Linked DNA regions of Hordeum vulgare: region 2 is linked to region 1. The links are chromatin contacts, called in public Hi-C maps. All regions are on one chromosome and are shown on one strand. The core of a region is the stretch at or near the end of the contact, and the rest is flanking DNA. Distances in the headings are between cores, read along the strand shown. Region 1 holds the start of LOC123404320 (endoglucanase 7-like). Region 2 holds the start of LOC123400959 (probable histidine kinase 6).

Evidence for each region. A called contact is a pair of places that touch in the nucleus more often than the background predicts.
Region 2: a contact with region 1 is called in a Hi-C map of leaf, with 2.7 times the contacts expected there. The contact joins the promoter of LOC123400959 here to the promoter of LOC123404320 in region 1. A contact is called at or near these places in 2 of 6 Hi-C or Micro-C datasets (leaf and seedling).

The regions. Positions count from the first base shown.
Region 1 is chr6H:511,229,542-511,237,416 of MorexV3_pseudomolecules_assembly, reverse strand. LOC123404320 (endoglucanase 7-like) reads left to right here and starts at 2,972. Exons shown (of 4, transcript XM_045098244.1): 1 at 2,972-3,732; 2 at 4,310-4,510; 3 at 5,226-5,480; 4 at 5,569-6,456. The coding sequence starts at 3,256. The coding sequence ends at 6,231. LOC123404568 (dynamin-2A-like) reads right to left here. Exons shown (of 22, transcript XM_045098506.1): 22 at 7,310-7,875. The coding sequence ends at 7,674.
Region 2 is chr6H:511,404,681-511,412,555 of MorexV3_pseudomolecules_assembly, reverse strand. It overlaps LOC123400959 (probable histidine kinase 6), which reads left to right and starts at 4,094. Exons shown (of 11, transcript XM_045094673.1): 1 at 4,094-5,264; 2 at 6,231-6,464; 3 at 6,587-6,756; 4 at 7,087-7,305; 5 at 7,379-7,565; 6 at 7,652-7,703; 7 at 7,787-7,875. The coding sequence starts at 4,953.

The DNA.
Region 1 (7,875 bases), core at 1,723-4,222:
CGACTGTCGGACGCCACACAAAAGGACTGAGTGAATTTATTTTAAACATAGTTCAGTTTATGAATTTGTTTCATTTAGGGCTCAATTCCCGGTCTGGGATGGTCGATGGCAATGGGTTCGAGCAGCCGGTGGAAGAAAAAGGAGGCGTCAAATCGCTGCAGCCGGGGAGTCACTGTCCGGCCACCGGGAAATGGATCGCTAGTTTCACGTACACGCACGAAAATAGGTGGAGGAAAAGACGTATGCTTGTATACTTAGTTTTTCTTTTCTTTCGAGAAAGCTTGTAGCTAGCTTCAGTAAAAAAAAATCAGCCTTGTATATTTGGTACATGTGGTGCAGCTTAATCAGCTCGTGCTAGTTTTGCTGATAATTGGCCCAAATAATTAGCTAGCTAGCGACCTGTTTTTGAGGAAAGGCCCCCGGATCTATTATAAAGTATCAACGGCAATACAAAGAACCAAAAAGAAATAGAAATTACATTCCAGTCCACGGGCACCAAATAGCTTCAAAAGCTGGCTGGATGACCTGCCGGATACGAGTGAGACAGCTTGACGTTCAATCTCCCGCGCCTGGCATCGGAGGTCAACTTTGAAAACCATCCAACGATGTACCAGGACGAGCCCTCAATGTTAGACGAGATGCTCGACCAGATTCAACCGTTGCACATCTCAACCAGCCCGACCTATTCGCAGTACGGCTCTGAGTCGGAATATGGGGTATTTTACAGCCTACGTGTTGGGAAACGTTGCATGGGAAACAAAAATTTTCCTACACGCACACAAGATTTATCCATGGTGATGACCATCTACGAGAGGGGAGAGTGCATCTACATACCCTTGTAGATCGTTAAGCAGAAGCGTATATAACACGGTTGATGTAGTTGTACGTCTTCGTGATCCAATCACGATGCGTCCCGCGATCTCATCATGATCCATCCCGCGATCTCATCGCGATTCGTCCCACGATCTCATCGCGATCCTTTCTGATCTAGTACCGAACGGACAGCACCTCCGCTTTCAGCACATGTACAGCTCGATGATGATCTCCGTCTTCTTGATCCAGCAAGAGGGGCGGAGAGTTAGATGAGTTCTCCAGCACGACGGCGTGGTGGTGGTGGTGGTGGTGAACTAATCCAGCAGGGCTTCGCCAAGCTCCACTTAACTAATCTAGAGGAGAAAATGACCTAGAGAGAGGGCATCACTTGGCGGCGGTGGCGGCTTCATGCGGGCAGTGGCTCGCGGCGCCCTGTTGGCCGGATGTAGTCCCTTTTGGGCCCGATCCTGGTCATGGCGGGCCAGCTAGGACTACGGCGACTGGCCTCCGGCGGGTCTGGCGAGGCTCCCCATGACGAGGATGGCGGTTACGGCACCGCGTTTGTTGCAGCGTGACGACGGGAGCTTCAGGGGCCCGAGCTAGGCCCGGCTGGGCACTTGACCTCGTCTGCTCCTGTTTGCGTCCGATCTTCTACTGTCTAAGGCGGTGGAGGATGTTCCCGCCCATGTCGCTATGGTACTGTCGGCCCTGTCTACGGTTGCTTTCTTTTGGTCTAGCCGGCCTCGCGGCGTTTGCCTTGATGAGATGGCCATGATGATCTCAAGACTATGCAAGCGCATGTTGGTGGGCGGCAAGTATGATGGAGCCAACGGTTGGTCTTGAGTGTGGGTGTGTGGGGATTGACGGAAATCGTTGTCGGTTCATGCCGGCACTAACGTGGTGATGCCGGCGGGCGTTGCCTCCCTTCTTGAAGGGTGTCGGGTGTACCCTCTCCCCACTCCTCTCCGTGTACCGGGAGAAATTCTAGGATCCGTTCGGACAGCAGCGTCGTCGTCACTATTCTTCATGAGGCCTTGTTTGGCACAAGTGGTTTTCAAGCCCCCAAGAAGGTGGGGATTCCAGGGGATTTGGTGAATCCCCCTCTTCCACCCAATTCCCTTGAATCCCCGTTGCACAAGTTTCACTAGTACTCCCTAGATGCTTCAAAACTCTGTGGATTGGGGGGATTTTGGTGGTTCGAAGGGGTTTGTACATCACAAACCCTTTGTACCAAATGAACTCATGGGGAATTTTGGGGTTTTCTGTCCCTGCGGGGATCATCCCTTCTGAACCCCTCCAACCCCCTTGTGTCAAACGAGGCCTGAAGGTGTTGCTTGGTGCACGACAATTCGTAGACATAGGAGTATGGTGGAATTCTCTGGAGGGCGTCGCACTTACGGAAAATCATCGTTTTTGTCAATCCGACGTTGTTGGCATTTGTTTCTCCTGTTTTTCTTTTTGTGTGTTCTTTTTTTTAGGCTTGAGTGTGTTATTTGTCCAACAATGGTATAACGGTTGTATTGGATGATTGCTATATTAATATAGCGAAACGGAAGTCTATTTCTAAAGACGCCTTGGTCAAAAACAGTAGTATGCCGACACAGTTTCTCAAAGACGTTCATACGAATAAGGTATACGCGTTTTTTTTTTTTTGAAAAAGAAACGAGTCATCCTTTTCATCAGACCGGTCGAGTGACCTTAGATACTTACCTGCTAAGATTTCACAGTGGAATGAAAACCTGTTACGGGCCACCGGCCGGCCGGTGGACCGGCGACTTGGCCCGAACGAACTACTACGCCGGTCTCACGCGCGTGCTTCGTCCATGTGTTGGTGCTCGGTGGTACGTGTCCGGCTGGCCCCAACCGATTCACGTGTACACGCGCGCGCGCGCTCTGAAAAAAGCACGTACATCCCCGGTCAAAATCTGCTCCGCTTGCGTGCGTCGTCGTTAACCCAAAACCCAACCCAACCCAATCATCTCAATCTCCCCCTGCCTCACCAAACAAATCGATACGATACAAATACAAAACCCGAACGAGTCCACCCCCCTCCAACTCCAAAAACGCGCCCAAAACGCAGCCGCGCTCGTTTCTTTCCTGCCTGCTCCTCTCTTCTCTTGCTATCCACCTCCTGAGTTTTATATTCCCCCCGTCCCGGCCCCGGCCCGGCCGCCGAACCAGTTCAACGCGCTGCGCGTGCGTGCGCCGGACCTGGACGCCGGCCGCGAATATAAGCGCGCCAAGCCACGCCCCTCAGGTTGGAGGACACTGCCCTGCTCGCCACACAGCCTAGCCCACAACGGCGGCAGAGATATATACGCAGATCATCACACACACACCAACACCTACGCTCGCACACAGGCTAAGCTAGCAGAGCCGGCAGAGGGCGCGCTCCGGGCGCATGCGAAGTTGCCAACGATCCGAGGAGCATCTTCTTGCGCCATGAGATCGGGGAGGGGCACCGCAGCCGCGGCATGTCTCCGGGCCGCGCTGCTGCTACCGGCGCTGCTGACGATGCTGATCGCGGCGGCGTCGTCTTCGGCGGCGGAGGGGGGCAAGAGCGGGAGCGGCAAGGCGCACAACTACGAGGAGGCGCTGCGGAAGAGCCTGGTCTACTTCGAGGCGCAGCGGTCGGGGCGGCTGCCGCACGGGCAGCGCGTGCCGTGGCGCGACCACTCGGGCCTCACCGACGGCCTGGAGCAAGGGGTGGACCTGGTGGGCGGCTACTACGACGCCGGCGACCACGTCAAGTTCGGCCTGCCCATGGCCTTCACCGTCACCATGCTGTCCTGGAGCATGATCGAGTACGGCGCCGACGTCGCGGCGGCCGGCGAGCTCGCGCACGCGCTCGAGGCCATCAAGTGGGGCACCGACTACTTCATCAAGGCGCACACGCAGCCCGACGAGCTGTGGGCCGAGGTACGTACCTACATGCCGACGAACGATCTCGTGTCACCTCGCCTCGGCTAGCTGTGTTCTTCCGTTCAGACACGATCGATCATGACCATGACATGCATATGCAAATGAGACCGACCAGTTCCAAGCCAAGCTAGCTGTTGCGCACGCAAGAAAGAGAGAGGGAGAGACCAATTCAATCATGCACACCTAGCTACCTTGTTGCACTTTGATCGATTACTTTTTTTTCATGAATTATGTTATAGATACCCTATATCTTTTTTCTGTAGAAAGATCGATTATATATTGTATATATAGGAGTATTTTCTGGTTGGGGAAGAAAAGAAAAAGGGGTTCTTTCTGGTGAATAACAACAAGCGTGTTAGGTAGGCGGCCAGTTTGATTTGATGAACGTACGTACGAACGAACGAACGAACGGCAGCACTAAACTATGCGTGTTTTTTTCTTTCTTCCACACATGGCGCGCATAGGTTTCAAAAAAGCTTTCGTCGGTCCATGCATCCGAACCGTCTGATCAGTTTCCTTTTTTATTTTTTGAGCTGGAAATAATCTCCTTTTACTTGCAACACAACAACAACAGGTGGGAGACGGCGACACGGATCACTACTGCTGGCAGCGGCCGGAGGACATGACGACGTCGCGGCAGGCGTACAAGGTCGACCGCGACCACCCGGGCTCCGACGTCGCCGGCGAGACGGCCGCCGCCATGGCCGCCGCCTCCATGGTCTTCCGCAAATCCAACCCGCACTACGCCCACCTCCTCCTCCACCACGCCCAGCAGGTACATACATACATACATACATACATACATACTCGACACACACACACACACACGTATACATTGACGTACGCGGTGCATGCAAGGTCCTATGTGGAAAAATGGAACGGAAAAAAATATCGGTGCAAGTTTGGAGCTTCGTGTAGCACCAGTCTGTCCGCGTACTGGATTTTGGAACATAGCGCGCGTATTGGTAGCTTTGGTCAAGGGGGGTGCCGGTCTTTTCATGGGCGGTGTTCTTTTCTTGTGCCGCACATGCCAAGTTGCCAACACCTCAACACGATCGACGTCGATCCATCGTAGGGGCTGGCTGCCGTGTGGGGCCGCCGGAACGCAACCTCTATCTGGTGGACGGGGGTCATGGGAAACTTTCCATTTGCTGCCTGCCTCCGGCCATGCATGTATATATGATTAGGTGGCCAGTTCAATCAATCACATGCTTAACTGGGAACATTATTAGGAAGCGGTCGTCGTGTCATCATCATGTGCTAATTGAACCGCTCCGTATTCACACCCACTGACCTGGCCACCCACCTGCTGCATGCTCTTCAAGCGTCAACTATAAAATGCGTCAATGAATGATACGATACGTATGCAACCTTAATTATCATTAGGGCTTTCTTAAATAATTTATGAACAAACCAAACTAACAGCGTTACAATCTTAGTTGTTGTTGGCTGATCATGTTTACTTTGGCTTTTTGTGAACGTGCGTGCAGTTGTTCGAGTTCGCGGACGGGTACAGGGGCCAATACGACAGCAGCATAGCGGAGGTGAAGAGCTACTACGCGTCGGTGAGCGGGTACAAGGACGAGCTGCTGTGGGCCGCCCTGTGGCTCCACCGCGCCACCGGCAAGGCCAGCTACCTCGACTACGTCGTCGACAACGCCCACGACTTCGGCGGCACCGGCTGGGCCATCACCGAGTTCAGCTGGGACGTCAAGTACGCCGGCGTCCAGATCCTCGCCGCAAGGGTACGTAAGCTATCATGCATGTGAAGGATCGATCACTAGACGGCCGGCCGGTCACTGACGAGGAGACCAAATGATTAATTAATTGCAGCTGCTGCTGAGGGGAGAGCACACGGCGGAGCAGAAGAGGACGCTGGAGCAGTACCAGGCCAAGGCGGAGCACTACGTGTGCGCGTGCCTGGGCCGGAACGCGGCCGGCGGCGAGGACGCCAACGTGGAGCGGAGCCCGGGAGGGATGCTCTACATCCGGCAGTGGAACAACATGCAGTACGTGACCAACGCGGCGTTCCTGCTCTCCACCTACGCCGACTACCTGGCGGGGGCCGGCGTGGGGACGGTGGCCTGCGCCGGCGGCGAGACGGCGGGCGCCGGCGAGGTGGCCGCGCTGGCCAGGGCGCAGGTGGACTACGTGCTGGGCAGCAACCCGAGGGGGGTGAGCTACCTCGTGGGGTACGGCGCCAAGTACCCCGCCAGGGTGCACCACCGCGCGGCATCCATCGTGCCCTACAAGCACAGCAAGCAGTTCATCGGGTGCACGCAGGGGTTCGACCACTGGTTCGGCCGCCGGAGCTCCAACCCCAACGTGCTCGTCGGCGCCATCGTCGGCGGGCCCGACCGGAGGGACAGGTTCAGGGACAACCGGGACAACTACATGCAGACGGAGGCGTGCACGTACAACACCGCGCCCATGGTCGGGATGTTCGCCAAGCTCAACCGGATGGCCAGGGAGGAGAAGGTGGCGGCCGAGGTGTAAATGGATTAGATAGGGGTTATAGGTCCAGGGGGCTGTACAATTTTCCCCATTCTTTTGTTCATTTTTCTCTCCTTCTTTGGAGGTTTCTTGATACACAGGAAGGATGGAGATGGGTGTAGAAATACGAGGAAAAAACAAAGGGTGGAGGCATTCACATGTGACATGCAAATGTAAATTCGCTGCCTGTACATACGAGAAAAGGAAAATGAGAATTCAAGTTATACATCGGTGATTCTATCGAGTTTGCTTAATAATTGTCTACGCTTGGATATGTTATCGCTCGTCAACAGGGGATAGATCAACAGCAAAGCACGAAAGAAGGCCCACGGCACCACGATGTCATTTTTCTTTCTTTATCTAGAGATCATCCTTGATTCTGATTACGCGGGGCTGTTATTTCAAACATTCTGTCACCTGCACCCCTTTAATAGCTTGAAGAGAGCATTATATAGTGATTACTGAGCTGCTGCAGACTAGAGCAGACATTGTTTTTCGAAAGAGAGGACAACAAATGTGCTCATAAACTAGCTAACATTCTCAAATCAGTGGTAGAGGGGCCATCTTTTTGGGCCAACTATCTCTGGATCTGGAATTGCTGGTGCTATCTGATTGTAATGATGGTGATGTTTTGTTAATATAATTGCAATATTTCTCTAAAAAAACTCAAACATGGTTATTTCAAACAAATAAAAAATGATTTTTTATTTTGTTTCGTTGTTCACTCGAACGCATGTGATCTCAAGAGCAAAGTTGAATTTTCGTAACCAGTTTCTTTTTCTTAGTTCCCCATACAATCATTCGAGATTCTAATTGGGGTCTGCTATCTTTAATCCCAAAATTTTGAATCAGGGAACTAATGCCCCTAGGACAGCAAGAGAAAAACTAGGAAATTAAAATCCAAGGATGAAGCAGTTACAGAGGTGGCCAGAAGAACACATAAACGGTATGAACAAGAATGCTCAAGATTTTATCGTGGCCAATCAAAGAATGATGATCCAGATCCCTTGCATACAATACCAACCAGATCCCTTGCATACAATACCCAACATATCAGCTCGAATTAAAAACACGAATCTCGTGAGGTCAAAAAGAATGGAAGGAATATAATACACCAATGGGTGAAAATGATACATTGCAAGTTTGATGGAAGACTTACAAGTTACAACAACAGAGTTCAGAACCAAGATCAACTGATATGTGGCAACAAAATCTCACAGGCCGAGAGAGCATCAGACTGATCAATATAGCAAAATGATCGCGTAACAATCACCATACATAACCTACATATTTCTATAAACAACTGAGGTCCTCTGGATACACACCATTCATGCGATCTCTCGCCAGCTCTCTATTCTTCATCCCAGTCTGTTTTCCCATCAATATCACAAGGGAGTGAGAGCATGCCATGAAAAATATGATTCTCACATTGCCAATCAACATCCTTAGTATTTCGGCGGTGCAGGTGGCAACCGATTTGGTGTGCGTCGGCTGCCTGAATTGGCACCATTGGCGTCCCCATTTTCATACCGCCGGCCCCGACTGTCAGCACTTCTCGATCTTGACTCGTTCTGTGAACTGGATCGGTCGGCAGAGCCATTTGCTGCAGCACTGAAGGCAGACCTCCAGTCCTCACCCGACTGGCTA
Region 2 (7,875 bases), core at 2,845-5,344, 170 kb before region 1:
GGGTGACATAGTTGCATATCAAACTAGCAAGAAGAGACACTACAATCAAAATCCCACCTGGAAACACTATGGCGATCCGGTGCAAAGTGTATGTTAGGGTGTGGTTTGTTCGAGAACAAAGTGGAATAGAATGTCATGGTTCCATGACATTCCATTCCAGTAGAATGGATCGGTTCCATTTGTATGTTTAGTAGAGAAATTTGGTAGAATGGAACGGTTCCATTTTAATGTTTAGTTAGAGAGACCAAATAGAATGGAACAGATCTTGATACGCGTACTTGCTGCTGATTGATCTTGGTCGCCATCCAGCCAAGAACTCGCACCAACGTTTGCGTGAAGAAAGATGGTGGGCGAAAGAAGTGACCTAGTCATCTGGGCTGGTGGTGCTGCGTGAAGAAAGATGGTGGACGAGAGGCGCGGTCGATGGCGCAGATCGAGCGAGAGGAGCAACGACTGGGTGGATCGGGTGAGAGGAGCAGCCGGCGGCGCGCGTGGAATGAGCGACGGGAGCAACCGGCGGAGGGTGTGGATCGAGCGACGGGAGCAGCCGGTAGTGCGGATCGAGCGACGGGAGCGGCGCAGATCGAGCAAGGTTGAGGCGAGCTCTCGTGTGCGAGAGGAAAGTGTGAGAGGAGAGCAACAAGCATTCCACGTCGTTCCACTGATTCGGAGGAACGAGCGTGTGACGGACCTGGGTCGAATATTCTCTTTGTGGGAACGAGTGGGTTCCTAATTGTTTATCATCCAAACACGAGAACACGGCCTAGGAACGGGTCGGACCTGTGACATTCCATGCTATGACTGAAACCAAACACACCCTTAGTGCTGAGTCTGGATGTGGCCACCCCTCGTAGCGATCTGGATGTGTCCACCCCTAGACAAATACAACACAAACCTTCACCTACAATGACATGACCATAATAAGCGCCACCATCTCCATCAATCTTTACCCAACCATCCACACCGTCAGCCTACATCACCTACACTGCCACTCCACACCACCTCTACACCGACATTAGGTCAATAGTCTCCCCTGCGAGACCTAATTTCAAAATTATCCCCCAGGGGGAACACGACACGTAGCACCACCATCATCAGATTCAGGCAAGCCCGAACACAGGGTTTCCTCAAAGCATTCTAGGAGGGGAGTCGAGGATTGCAAGGTCGATGCCTTCAACAAGGGATCGACACCGTCGTCATTGGCTATGACAACAGTCAAGACTTGGCTTTTGCCGGCAGTCCATGCCCCCCGCCCAAAACAAGCATGGATGGTCCACCATGCGGACCACCATTGCCAACTAACAACCAAGGGGTTCACCAGTACTAGCGAAACACCGTCATATGTGAGAGAGGAGGATGGCCGCTACACCTGAGGTCGGGCCGCAACACAGATGCCATGTTGTTTGGATCGTCACGTTGTGCGGAGATGTAGACGCTGAAAGGACCGCACTGTCATTGCCCAACAACGACTCCACCCGCCATCGTCCCTCGCTCCTTCCCGAGCTCCGGACTTCCGTGGCAGTGATACGGGAGGGAGGAGATGGTCGCTAAGAGCAACTCCAATCGTGCGACCCATTTCGTACGCGTGTGTGTGTTTGGGTTGCCATGCACACAAAAGTTGGCCCAACGCGCCGACCCAAATGGAGGCACGTCCCTTTTTTGTCCGTCCGCGACCCATTCCAAGCCCAAATTTGGGTGGCATTTGCGTCACCGTGGAAATGAAGTGGACATGCGCCTCGCCCACCCATCTCTTCCCCTGGCCTACCAGTCGGTGACACGTACGCTGGTCTCCTTTTCCTCCTTCACCTCCAAATCACCCGACCGCCCCGCCCGGCCCCCGCCTCCCACCCCCGCCACCCGCTTTCGCCGTCGCCGCCAGCCATTCGCCCCGCCGACTCACCTTCCGGCAGCCTTGTCTCCTGCGACTGCCGCCTAGCTCTGCCACTTTCTCTCGACGGGAGGCTCCTCTCCGGTCGGAGTCTTCCACAACGCGCCGCAAGGTGTTCGATGCTTTGCCCAAGATACAAATGAGCTCCAATGATGAGTACCTTTTCTATAACGTTCTTTTGGACTCGGATGATTCTTCATCTGATGATGAGGAGATGGTGGCAGTTGCATTGGTCGTCCATGACCATGTAAGTATGGAGCGACCACAGTTTAAGGGCTCCATGCGGGGGCACACATCGACACTGAATCGCAACCGGGAGAGTGGCTATTTCCTACTCTGGAAAGACTACTTCGAGACCCCAAATCCGCTCTTCAAACATCACTTGTTCCGCCGTCGTTTTCGGATGGCTAGACATGTTTTCAACCGTGTTCGAGTGGGGTGGTTGAGTACGATAACTATTTCGAGTGCAAGACGGATGCCCTTGGAAAGATTGGCTTCTCTTATAAAAAATGCACTGCTGCTATTCGGATGATTGCATATGGAGTCCCCGACGATCTCATTAATGAGTATGTTCGGATGAGTGAGCTCATCTCCCTTGATTCCATGTATAGATTCTTCACGGCTGTCATAGATGTGTTTGGGCCAGAGTACTCGAGAGAGCCAACAATTGTCGATACATCACAGTTGTTGCCGATGAATGCTAGTAGGGTGTTCGGGGGATGTTTGGTAGCATATATTGTATGCACTATAGGTGGAAGAAGTGCCCTTCTCCTTGGCAAGGGTAGTATAAGGGCCATGTTCGAGCTTGCTCTGTCATACTTGAGGTCGTGGCTTCCCAAGATGTCTGGATTTGGCACGCTTTCTTTGGTATGACCGGATCTCACAACGATATCAATGTGCTCCAGCGCTCTCCGATGTTTGCTAGGATGGCAGAAGGCAATTGCCCAGAGGTCAATGTTGAGATCAGTGGCCACCAATACACCAATAGATACTATCTAGGTGACGATATCTATCCAACTTGTCTACCCTTGGGAAGACAATCTCCAATCATGTAGGAGAGAAGAGAAAGAGATTTGTCCAAGAGCAAGAGAGTGTTAGGAAAGATGTAGAGCGTGCCTTTGGCGATCTTCAATCTCGATGGGACATCGTTCGATATCCTGCTAGAACATGGAGCACGAAAAAACTATGGAAAGTGATGACAGCTTGCGTGATCATGCATAACATGATCATTGATGATGAGCATTCAGAACGTCCCTGTGATCTAGGATTTGAGTTTGAGGGTGATAATGTTGTGTGTGAGCATGGAGGAGAGTCAAAGTTTGCACAGTTCGTCAAGTTTCATCATAAAATGCGTAATTGGGATACTCACATGCAGCCGCAAAATAATTTGATTGAACATATATAGATTCATGTCGGTAACCAGCAGATGTATCAGTAACCTTTTTTTTTAAATGTATCGACTATGAGATATTTTTGTAATTCTTAAACTATGATGTAGTATTGGATATTTATTAATCTATAAATAAATTTTATTTTATGTAATATTTATCAAAGCGTTAAAATAATAACCATAAGTTTACCGCGCGGATGAAAAATGGAATGACATGTTGGACGTACGGTCGATCCATTTAAAAGAAACGAACGAACCGATTCAAACGGATAAAACACGTCGGTTTGGATCCCAGGATTGGAGTTGCTCTAAGGTGGAGGCGAGGCGCCGTGCTTTGCGTTGAACGGATGGATAAACCCCCCTGCATGAACATTTCGGTGTTCAATCACGTATACACAGGAAAACCCACACATGCTGACACTTCGGTCGTTTCGCGATGTGACCGCTCCGTACATCCGTCCATCGCTGTAACGGGACTACTTTAGCTTGCGTGTCGAGGGAGAAAGGAAACGACGGCCACGAGGGCGACGAGATGAGGCAAGGGAACAAAAAGGAGACCCCGCCCGAGACCGATGTAGGGGGCCGGCCGCTTTGCTTCTGCTTCTGGCCTTGTGTGTGTCCCTCTGTGTGTGGATCAGACGCAGACGCAGACGCAGACGCAGACCCAGACGACCCAGACGGACGCGGACCACGGGTGGGTTCGGCCACCCCGCACTCCGCCCCCGCTTGTCCGCGCCACGTGACCCAAAAGGACTCCGCAGTTGGCAGACCCCCCCCCCCCCCCCTGTTCCTCCTACTGGCTGGCTCTACCTTGCTAGCAGCCACCCCACCCCACCCGCCTTCTTCCTCCCTCCCTCTCCGCTGGTTCCCTCCTCCCCCGCCACGGTCGCTGTCGCGGGATCGCCACCACGCCGAGCCCCCACTCCCCACCGCCCGCAGCTCTCTCCCCAGGCTCCAGCTCCAGCAGATCAGCAGCAGCGGCAGCAGGAGGAGTAGGCCGCAGCGGCAGCGCCCGTCCAGCTCCGCCGCCGCGCGCGGCCGTCGATCTCCGCCAGGCCAGCCTTCCGCCCTCCCCATTCCGCCCACCCGCCAAATAGAGCCCCTACGCGCCTCCGCCCCAGCCTAGCCAGCTCCCGCTTCGTTCGCCGCGCCCGCGACCGCCGCTCCAGCATCGCAGGAGGGCCGCGACCGCCGCTTAATTGCCTTGCCGGGGGACGCCACGCGGCGGGCCTCGCCCCGAACATTTCCCGCAGAGAAAAGCTTAGGGGTAGCAGCCTGGTGGGATTCCTCCCCAATTTTTTAATCGGTTTCGGCAGCCAACGGCGAGCCCGCCCAGCCCAGCCCAGCGGCCGGAGGTAGGGGAGGAGCAGTGGAGTAAAGAAGCCGGATTTTATTAATGCAGGTTTAGCGAGCGGGCGGGCTAATTATTTTAGCGCCGCTGTCTCGGCTGGGGACTCGCGAAAGCTTCGGCTCTTTTGAGGAGGCCCCCCGCTCCCTCGCCGCCTCCTCCGCCCAACCCCAGCCCAACCCCTCCGCGCCGCGGCCCCGCTCTCTCCCGCTGGGAGCACTTGTTTTCTCCTGGGTACTCGTACCAGTGCTCGCTTTCGCTGGGGCCGGGGCCGAGGCCGGTGGTCGTCGCGCATTCCCACAAGCATATGTTGCGCATTGCGCGGGATGGGGAGCAGCAGTAAATCGGGGGGCATGGAGGACAAGGGGGGAGGGATGGGCAAGTACGCGGCCAGGAGAGGTTGGAGGCGCCTGGCGGCCGTCGCCTGGGTGGCGGCGGCGGTGGCCTGCTCGGCCTCCGTGCACTGGCAGCTGCGCGGGGAGACCATGGAGCGCGCCGAGCAGCGGCTCGTCAACATGTGCGAGGAGCGGGCCAGGATGCTGCAGGAGCAGTTCGGCGTCACCGTCAACCACGTCCACGCGCTCGCCATCCTCATCTCCACATTCCACTTCGAGAAGAACCCCTCCGCCATCGACCAGGTGAGCAACCAACATACTGCTAGCAGGGACCGCCGATTTGTTTCTTCCCCTTCCTCGATTCATGCATTCCATTCCTTCATTCCTTCATTCATTCCTATGTCGCCGCGTGCTTCCAATCCTGCGGCAATGGCGGGCTCCAGAAATCCTAAACAACTACTAGTACAAGTAAACATGGTTGTTGTTGCATTTAAAAAAAAGCATATTTCCTCGTGGTGGCTCGATGCTTACAGAGTTGCAGGCTAGTCGTTTAGCGGCACATTATTGTTTTAGTCGGTTCGTTGTGGGCCTCTTGATCTTTGAATATGAATATGTGGCACTCTTGCAGCGGTTGCGTTTTTTTTCTCTATGCTGCAAGACACAGTCAGAGACGTCTCTGAACTGCTAAGCTGGTACAAGAACACGAAGAAGAACATTGCTTTGTTTGTTTTTGGAGTGGTTAATGGTTGGGCTTAGGCAATGCTTGACCGACTCTTTTTGTTTATGCTGAGAAATGTCGCCAGCGTAGCATAGCAATGCAGTGCTGGCTGCGGTTGTCCGGTGATGGGTTCTTGATCCTACTTTCTTCTCTTAAAATACTCCCCTAAAGGTGCCCTCTTTTGGGAATTCCGAGCCCGCTGCTTTTGTTGATTAAGTGGTAGCTTTAGACTTTTAGGAGTACCTTGGCAAGGCAATATGGTATTTGAAGCCACATTCTGGTTGTTGCAACAAGCAACAATGAGTAGCGTCCTAATTTGGTTGGTAGCCCTAGTTGCCATCTTTTTTTTTTTAGATAATGGCCCTAGTTGAGTGTCTGGTTTGTTGATGATTTATTTTTTGCTATAATAAAAAATCACATGGATCAAGTGCAGTTTTAACTTTATCTGTTCTTACTTTCTTGGATGCTCTTGGTCATTCAATCTTAAATCTATCAGTTTGCTGCTGGTGTGTTTTACTCTTAATAAATTTTGGTAAAAATGTTTGCTGCAGGATACTTTTGCGAAGTACACGGCAAGGACATCATTCGAGCGTCCACTGCTAAATGGGGTAGCATATGCACAGCGCCTCTTCCCTCATGAGAAGGAAACGTTTGAAAGACAGCATGGATGGATTATGAGGACTATGAATCGAGAGGCTGCACCTCTCCAAGAGGAGTATGCCCCGGTGATTTTCTCCCAGGATACAGTCTCCTACCTTGCGCGCATGGATATGATGTCTGGGGAGGTGTGGTTTCTTATTGCATGATGGTTTCTAACGTTTGGTGAAGTTCATTGAGGGCAGGGGACACGTTGAGTTGCCAGTTTAAGTTTCGTTCAGTGTAAATAATCTGTTTGTTTCACATGTAGGAGGATCGAGAAAACATCTTGCGTGCGAGGGAAACTGGCAAACCTGTGCTGACAAACCCATTTCGGCTTCTTGGGTCAAACCACTTGGGGGTAGTACTCACTTTCGCAGTGTATCGCCCTGATCTACCTGCTGATGCATCAGTTGAGCAACGTGTGGAAGCAACTGCTGGGTGAGATGATTGGACTGTCTTTCAAATATGATGACCCATAAAACCTGTATTTGCATGTCATTTCTTTAGTGTTGGCCATACAGTAATTCAATGCATCAAAGCAGCTGATTCAACATAGTATACAATGACCTAGAGAACCTGCATTAATGTATCATTATTCGTATATATTACCTTAGTGTCCTTTGTCTCATTCAGTAATAAAAAGTTCCTTTCTAGTGTGATAGCCCAACATATTTAGAATTTTAGACCAGAAATATAATATGAACATATGCTTAACTATTTTGTGAGTGCGGCCTCGTGACTCTAATCTAATCGAATCCCCACTGACAGCTATCTTGGTGGAGCTTTTGATGTGGAGTCACTTGTAGAAAATTTGTTGAATAAACTTGCTGGCAATCAGGATATATTGGTGAATGTGTATGATGTTACAAATGCTTCAGAACCTATGGCCATGTATGGATCTCAAACTCCAGATAATAAAGTGGACCTCTTGCATGTTAGCATGCTTGATTTTGGAGATCCGTTTAGGAAGCATGAAATGAGGTGCAGGTTAGTAGCTTCTTCCTGTGACACTAACTTTGTTGGCTCATTGTCCGTCCACTAATGTTGGTAAGTTGTGCAGGTATGGGCAAGAGCCTCCAATGCCGTGGTCTGCTATTAGTAATCCTATGGGCTGCTTTGTCATATGGATGCTTGTTGGGTATATAATCTGTGCTGCATGGTCTCGGTATGACAAAGTTTCAGAGGATTGTAGAAAAATGGAAGAGCTCAAACTTCAAGCAGAAGCTGCTGATATTGCAAAGTCTCAGGTTCGACATTTATTTATGTGCTTAGGCTACTTGCCTTTCTTCTGTACATAAGAATTATATACTGATGCAACTTTTCTTCTTTGCAGTTTCTGGCAACTGTATCACATGAAATTAGAACTCCTATGAACGGCGTCCTTGGTATGAATATCTTACTTTCGGTTACATACATAATGTCCACTCTGAGGACTAGGCCATCTTAAAACCTTTCCTTTTTGTTGTAGGAATGCTGGACATGCTTTTGGGGACAGATCTGACTATGACCCAGAAGGATTTTGCTCAGACCGCTCAGGATTGTGGCAAAGCGTTGATA